Regions from separate parts of the Mus musculus genome. Here region 1 is linked to region 2. Evidence: chromatin contacts called from public HiChIP or PLAC-seq data. All regions are on one chromosome and are shown on one strand. The core of a region is the stretch at or near the end of the contact, and the rest is flanking DNA. Distances in the headings are between cores, read along the strand shown. Region 1 overlaps Wnt7b (wingless-type MMTV integration site family, member 7B). Region 2 holds the start of Atxn10 (ataxin 10).

The links. HiChIP or PLAC-seq counts read pairs in DNA pulled down with a chosen protein or histone mark.
Region 1: an H3K27ac HiChIP or PLAC-seq map of extraembryonic endoderm stem cells shows a contact between it and region 2. The contact joins the enhancer-like site here to the promoter of Atxn10 in region 2. A contact is called at or near these places in 2 of 39 promoter capture datasets (embryonic stem cells and neural stem cells), 2 of 484 Hi-C or Micro-C datasets (embryonic fibroblasts and embryonic stem cells), 21 of 115 datasets of contacts at active chromatin or transcription factors (bone marrow-derived dendritic cells, bone marrow-derived macrophages, craniofacial prominence and 15 more) and 2 of 9 other capture datasets (adipose tissue and liver).

What each region holds. Positions count from the first base shown.
Region 1 is chr15:85,567,993-85,571,490 of GRCm38.p6, forward strand. All of the region lies in intron 1 of Wnt7b (wingless-type MMTV integration site family, member 7B), which reads right to left. Among named protein-coding and RNA genes, the nearest start is that of AU022754, 11 kb to the right of the region's middle. Within about 2 kb of position 1,884, at least 51 of the 459 cell types and tissues checked have an H3K27ac peak or open chromatin away from gene starts, as enhancers often do. A contact at or near this core is called in embryonic fibroblasts, embryonic stem cells, extraembryonic endoderm stem cells and 5 more, where this site is marked.
Region 2 is chr15:85,334,727-85,337,993 of GRCm38.p6, forward strand. Atxn10 (ataxin 10) reads left to right here and starts at 1,529. Exons shown (of 12, transcript NM_016843.4): 1 at 1,529-1,854. The coding sequence starts at 1,739.

The DNA.
Region 1 (3,498 bases), core at 634-3,133, 230 kb after region 2:
TGCCCTGGCACATGGTCTACACCCATCGCCACAGTGCTGAAAGAGCATACACTTAGTTCAGCTTCCTGCTTGTTCTACTCATCCCTATAGCAGTTTCTGGGGTTGGACCTTGAAGCCTAAATGTACAGAGGGGAAAACAGACTGAGAGAGAGACCCAGAAGGAGGCAGTCAGGGGTTGCAGATGGCTGAGGGTGGGCAACTCTAGGCCTCTTCTTGGGAATTCATACACCTCCAAAACCCCTCCCTGGCCTGCTTGGGCCTCAGTTTCCCATTTGAATATCAAGGGGGCTGAGACGAAAGTCAGGGTACCTGTGGCTAGACCCCCCTCCCCCAAAGAGGGTCTTCGTGGCTGTGGAAACTAGGTTCCAGTTCTGCTAAGTCTCTGACTCTTTCTGACCCATCTGGGCCTTAGTCTACCCATCTGTCAGTAGTGGGGGACAGAGTCTGCCCATGGTTGGCAGTCCCTCCCCTCCAGCTTGGGCCCCACTTGCTCCTATCTTTCCAAGCCACTGCTCCCCTCAGCTGCTCCTGGTGTTCCCAGGCAAGAGAGTAGAGATTCTGCTAAGGGCTTTCCCACCCTTCCACATAGCTAACATTCCAGCCAGGCATCCCAGGACCCCACCCTGGAGAGAAAGAAGGCAGTCTGGGAGAAGCGGGGTGGTGAGCAGGAAGCCTGTGTAGGTTGGGGTGGTTGAAGATGGGAAAGCCACGCCCACCCAGTGGCACATGGCGACATGGGCAAAGAGCTTAAGGGGGCTAATGGGTTCACTGAGTCCTCATGGGGGTCACTGTCATTTCACTGACTGACCTCTGACTTCAGAAACTTCAGGGCCTTTCCTGGCACGCAGGGCCCAACATAACATACCAAGTCCTGGCCTTAATGGATCAGGTCTTTGCCCTCAGAAGGGTACCCTGTCTCTCCAGCAGTCAGATGGGACTCCTGGGTCCACTGTGCCTCCACCTCCAAGAAGCCTGTCTGACCCTGCTCAGTTCTCACTTTGAAAACACCGTGTGTGTGTGTGTGTGTGTGTGTGTGTGTGTGTGTGTGTGTGTGTGCCAGGCCCAGCACAGAGGCTGAGGTGGCTCCCCTGGCCCATACTCTTTGCTTCCTACAGTACAAATGGAGACAGCCACATTCAGAGATGCCAGGGCCCCCCCGAGGCTGTGAGGCTGGCTGAAGCCCAACTGGTGCTGAGACCCCCCCATAAGCCCAGCATGGCACTTGCTTTAAAACCTATGTGATACAAGGTGCCCTGAAGGCATGGCTGGCCAAGACACCAACCTGAGACATAGGGACAGAAGGACAGGTGGGTGTAAACGGTGGGAGGGAGTTGGCAGGCCCCACTGGCCTACCGCCAGTTTGGGAGTCTAAACACTGGATGGCTGAGCCAGCACTTCCTGGGATACTGAGTATGTTCTGAGCTGTGAGTCTGGGGACCAAGTCCCACACATGGAGGACAGCAAGTCACCATCTCTCTACAGACAGACCTCAAGGCAGGGCTGAGTTCTTATGCAGAATCAGGTGGGAGACAGAGCCTAGAGAGGGTGGGGCCTGCCTGACCACACAGCAAGCACCCAGGGCAGTGTGAGCCTCAGCCAGGAGCCTGCCCATTCCTGACATCTTTTGTCATCACAGCTGGGGCCTGTCTGAGTCAGAAGCCCCCTGGGGACTGTACCATGATCCCTCACCTTAGGATGTTCCCCATGACCTTGATGGCTTCCCCAGTCAGCAGCCTCAGAATGAATGCCCTGGGAAGGGGGCCACTCAATCCCAGTGGCTAGCCTGGCTAGCAGCCCATTATTCCCATTTTCCAGAGGATGCTCAAAGAAGGGCTGTGTTTGGTCCAAGGCTGAATAGTAGCTTGGCAGCAATAAAACCAAAGGCTTTGTCTCTGCCTCCTTGATACCTTCCCGCTGCAGCTGTGGCTACCCTGTTCCTTCCTGCTACAGGAGTCCCCGCATTGGAAGGCACAGGCGAAGAGGGGTCTGGCCTTGTAGCCCTGACTACACACCCTGTCCCATTGCTCTGTCTGTGTGTGTGTGGGGGGGGGGGAGGTGTCCAGAAAGCATCACTGACCTACAAGCCGCCAACCTATGTTGCCTCTGGAGCAGGGCTATCACACACACACACAAAAGGACTTCCCTCAGGTGGAGTCATTGTCACATACTCTACCACAACCATGCCAGGAAGGAAACGCAGAACCTCAGGCATGGCCGCCACAGGCGCCACAGCCTGAAGGGAAGGAAGCTGTCCAGCTCTATCTATCCTGTACCTCACCCTCTGCAAGAGGACAGACATCTAAGCACTATTCTTCCTGAGCATTTTCAGGGCTGTGTCCCTGGAGTCCCTCATGCTATGCATCTCTGTCCCAGAGCTGTGACAGGGTAAATAGCAGCTAGAATTGTGAGCCCCTGGCAAGCACTCTCTCTACACCACCTGCCTGCCCAACCAACCTCAGGCTCGCTCATTTTGCACAGTGCTTTGGCCATGGTACATTCAAGCCCATCCAAAGGTTCAAAAGGTCACCCCGAGAAGCTGGCAGGCTTAATCTGGTGCTCCACCCTGTGGCAGGGTCACCAAAGGGAATGTCAGCCCTGCTTGGTCCACAAGAAGGCCACTCCAGCACTCCGGTCTACTGGAACATTACGGTGGCTTAGATTCATCCTTTCCCCACAGGCCAACCTGGTCTACCTGACCACAGAAACACAGAGATAGCAGGTTGACAAATCTGGCTCCTGGGGAGGGTCAGCTCTTGGAAAGTCCCAGCACTTCCTGCTAGAGGTGAACCTCCCAGAAGGTGTTCAGACTCAGCCCAGCCCTCAGTCTCTGCCTCAACCTCAGACTGATAGAGGTGACTTCTGAAGCATCTCGGGTCACCCTACTCCGGAAAACCTTCCCTGGGTCATCCTTACTAACAGGAGGTCAGGGTCTCCGCTATGGGAGCTGCAGGGTTCTGTGTGAACTTGGAAGAAGGTGGGCAGGAAAGGCTGAGGTAAATTAAAGGAGTGTGAAGAGTCAAGTGAACGCAGTAGGAATTGCCAGAAGGGCTCTAGAGCCACGCCCAGATGGAAAACCAAGATCTCAAGTAGCCAAGGATACCTCAAGTCCATGCCCAGCCGCACCCAAGAGTATATCATGACGAACACACTGAACCTCCATACAGGTCACAAGGTGGCTGGCCAGACCTACCTACCTACCTATCTACCTACCTTTCTCCCTGTTAAAGCTGGCCTCAGAGCTGTTAGAGCAGTGCCAAGCCAGGCAGCGACATCTACATCCTACAAGAGCATCACATCTCTATCCCCAGAACTAAAGCAAAAACTAGCACCCAAGCTGTAGAGGAAGCCTGTGCTCAGGGCCTGGGATCTCCTGGTCCATGGACCAATTGCAACCTACTGCCCTAGTTGGGTTCTCAACCCTTATAAACTGTACCGAATGTGAGAGAGGCAACCGTATTAGTTAGAGGCTGGGAGGCACCATGAACCTCAGAGCCCTAC
Region 2 (3,267 bases), core at 279-2,778:
GCCATAGAGAGTAGCACTATTAGGAGGTGTGGTCTTCATGGAGGAAGAGTGTCACTGTGGAGGTGGGCTTTGGGGACTCCTATGCTCAGGCTCTGCCCAGTGTGTGGAAGAGAGCCTCCTGGCTGCCTGTGGAATAGAGTTTCCTTCTGGCTGCCTGTGGATCAAGATGTAGAATTCTCAGCTCTTCCAGCGCCATGTCTGCCCGCAGGCTGCCATGCTTCCTGCCATGCTGATAATGGACTGAACCTCTGAAACTGTGTGAATTAATCCCAAATAAATAATTTCTTTGTAAGAGTTGCCTTGGTCATGGTGTCTCTTCACAGTAATAAAAATCTAGGATACCTACATACACATGTTGGGAAATAAACTCAGGTCTCCTGGAAGATAGAGTACTCTTAATGTCTGAGCAAGCTCTTCAGCCCCAATATGGGGATATTCCTGATAAGCACCCACTCTCTTCCCCGGGTCCCCTATAGTATTAATTGACAAGGTTCTAGAATCACCAGAGACAACCCTCTGGGCATGTTTGTGAAGAACTGTCTAGATGAGGTTAGTGTGTGGAAATCTGCCCCCAGTGTGGGTGATAGCATTCCATGGTCTAGATTAAAAAAAAAAAAAGTCAAAGCCAGCTGTCTGTTTTCTGGCTTAATAGATGCAATGTGACAAGCTGCCTAAAGCCCTGTGTCACAAGTCCCCACCACGTGGGCCTGTACTCTCAACCTGTGAGCCAAAAGAAACCTATCCTTTGTAAAATTGCTTCTATCACATATTTTGATATTGCAACAAGAAAGGAATACACCTCTTAGGGAGGTACTTCTTCTCAGCCTTCTCTCTGTGGGAAGCCTCCTTCCTGGAGTCTTGGGAAAGACTTCTTTCCCAAGGGGGCATTTTTGATCAGCGTCCCCTTCCCATGAGGAGCCTCTATCCAAGGTCTTCCTCCATGGCTTGAGGTATCCAGCATCTTTTCCCTATGTGGGAATCTCCGATTCAGGTCTCCCTCAGTGGAACACCTCAACCTCGCATTCCCTCCCCTGGAGTCTCCATTTCAGGTTTTCCTGCAATAGAACTGGTTGGCCTAGCAACACATGCCCTGAGGGTAAGTCTCCTCTGCAGGTCCCCTCCCATGGTGACACCTCTGGCCTGTATCCCTGCTCTTCCTCTCAGGGGCCTCCTTTCCAGGTCTCCTTAGGGACAACATCCATTATTCTGGGGGCGCTGCTTCGGCCTGGTATCTCTTCCCCAGAGGGAAACCTCTGCATGAGTGGACCCCCACCAATGGTGGCCCTTGCTCATGGAAAGCATCTGTCCCTGATAAGACACTCATTCTCTAGGACACTCTACAGGCCACCCCCCCCCCCCCACCCCGACCCCTTCATCTCAGTATTCTGTCCTCTGACGGGGTCTTTACTCCACGTCTCCCCACCGTGGGGACCGAAGACCTCCCCCATCCCACCCTACGCAGGAGCAGGACTTCCGCTGCGCCCCCTCCCCTCAGGCGGGACTTCCGCCCCGCCCCCTCCCCCTCCCCCTGCCGCGTCGCCTTGTCCTCTTCGCCTGAGGCAAGCCAGCTAGTCTCGCGCTCTCTGCCTTGCAGCACCACGGGATCTGGGTGACGCGGGCTGCGGAAGCCAGAGCCGTGCAGACCGCGTCTCCATCTCCTCGCCTGTCGTCTGTCTCCCCCACTTCTCTTCGCTCTGCTCTCCGCCTGGTCAGGCTCGGCCCCAGAGCGAGTGGCAAGATGGCGGCGCCCAGGATGCCACCCTCCCGGCTGTCGGGCATCATGGTGCCCGCACCCATCCAGGACCTGGAGGCCTTGCGCGCGCTCACGGCGCTCTTCAAGGAGCAGCGTAACCGGTAACTGCGCGGGGGCTGCCACCTAGGAAGGAGGAAGAGGAACCATGGAGGGCTCTGGGCTGGGCTGGGCTTGACTGGGCTGGGCTGGGCAGCGGCGAGCGAGGCGGGGCGGCGGGCTCCATCAGCTCGGCCCACGCTCAGGTTGTGGCTCTGTGGCGCTCGCCTAGGCCTGCTCTGGGACGAGGGTTTGGCCAGGCTCTAAGAGGGGCAGACGATGGCGACACTGGTCCCCAAGCCGGCGGCGGGGAAGCTGTTGGTTCGGCTCCTCTGGCGGGGCCCTGAGGGCGGTGGCCAGGGAAGGGAGGCGTGTTCGGGCTCGCTTCTCCCTCTGGGTTAGAGGGCGTTCTGTCCAGGAGCCTGCAGAGCTGGCCTGGCTTCGTGACATCTGCTCAGCATCGCCTCTAACCCTTCTGTTTCTAGCCTTACAAAATGGGAGCTGTGGTGCGTTGTTTTCAGTGCTGAGATGAAATAAACGTGTTTAAACAGAAGTGTGCGAGGCTGTCAGTTCCTGATGGATTTTTGTGGTATGGTTTGCGCTGCAGTTTCCTTGTCTGTTTAATGGAAACAAGGTTCGCTGGGACCTCCTTGGTTGAGTTGACAGTGAGGGTTTAATGAGACGATGCGTGTTACATCCTTAGGCCATGCCTGACACTTAGTACTAAACACCATTGGTGTTTTCTCTTAACAGTAATGGTCTCCCCTGGACCAAGTCTTGGGAGAGGACCCGGAGCCCTTGGTCTCTCCTGTAGAGAGATAACAAGCAGGCCTAGAGTGTGGACAAAGGGCAGAGAACGCGGTGGGGGTGGGGGTGGGGGAAGCACGTAGGCTCAGTGGTCACAGGAACGTTTTCTAAAAATAGGTAGCCGCCAGACATGTCACGTGGCTCAGCCCTGCAGTTCCAGCATTCAGGAAGCAGAGGCAGGTGGATCTCTTGAGTTTGAGGCTGGACCAGTCAGCATTGTGACATCCTCTGTATCTCAAAAACAAATAAACCCGGGCTGGAGAGATGGCTCAGCAGGTAAGAGCACCGACTGCTCTTCCAAAGGTCATGAGTTCAAATCCCAGCAACCGTATGGTGGCTCACAACCATCCGTAACGAGATCTGACACCCTTTTCTGGAGTGTCTGAAGACAGCTACAGTGTACTTACATATAATAATAAATAAATCTTTAAAAAAAAAAAACAACAAATAAACCCAACAACAGCAACAAAAATATCCTGGTGGAGCTCTTTCCCACCAGGCGACACAGTGTGCGTCTAAAAGGTGCTGGGGAGCCCGAGCACTACTTGGCCTTGTGGTTAGCATGCTAATCAGTGTGACAGATACTGCTGGGAAATAATGTTGGTTGATTGGATGCTTGGGCCTGTCTGTACCATTTCGGACCTATACCTTAATCATTAACCATCTATTGA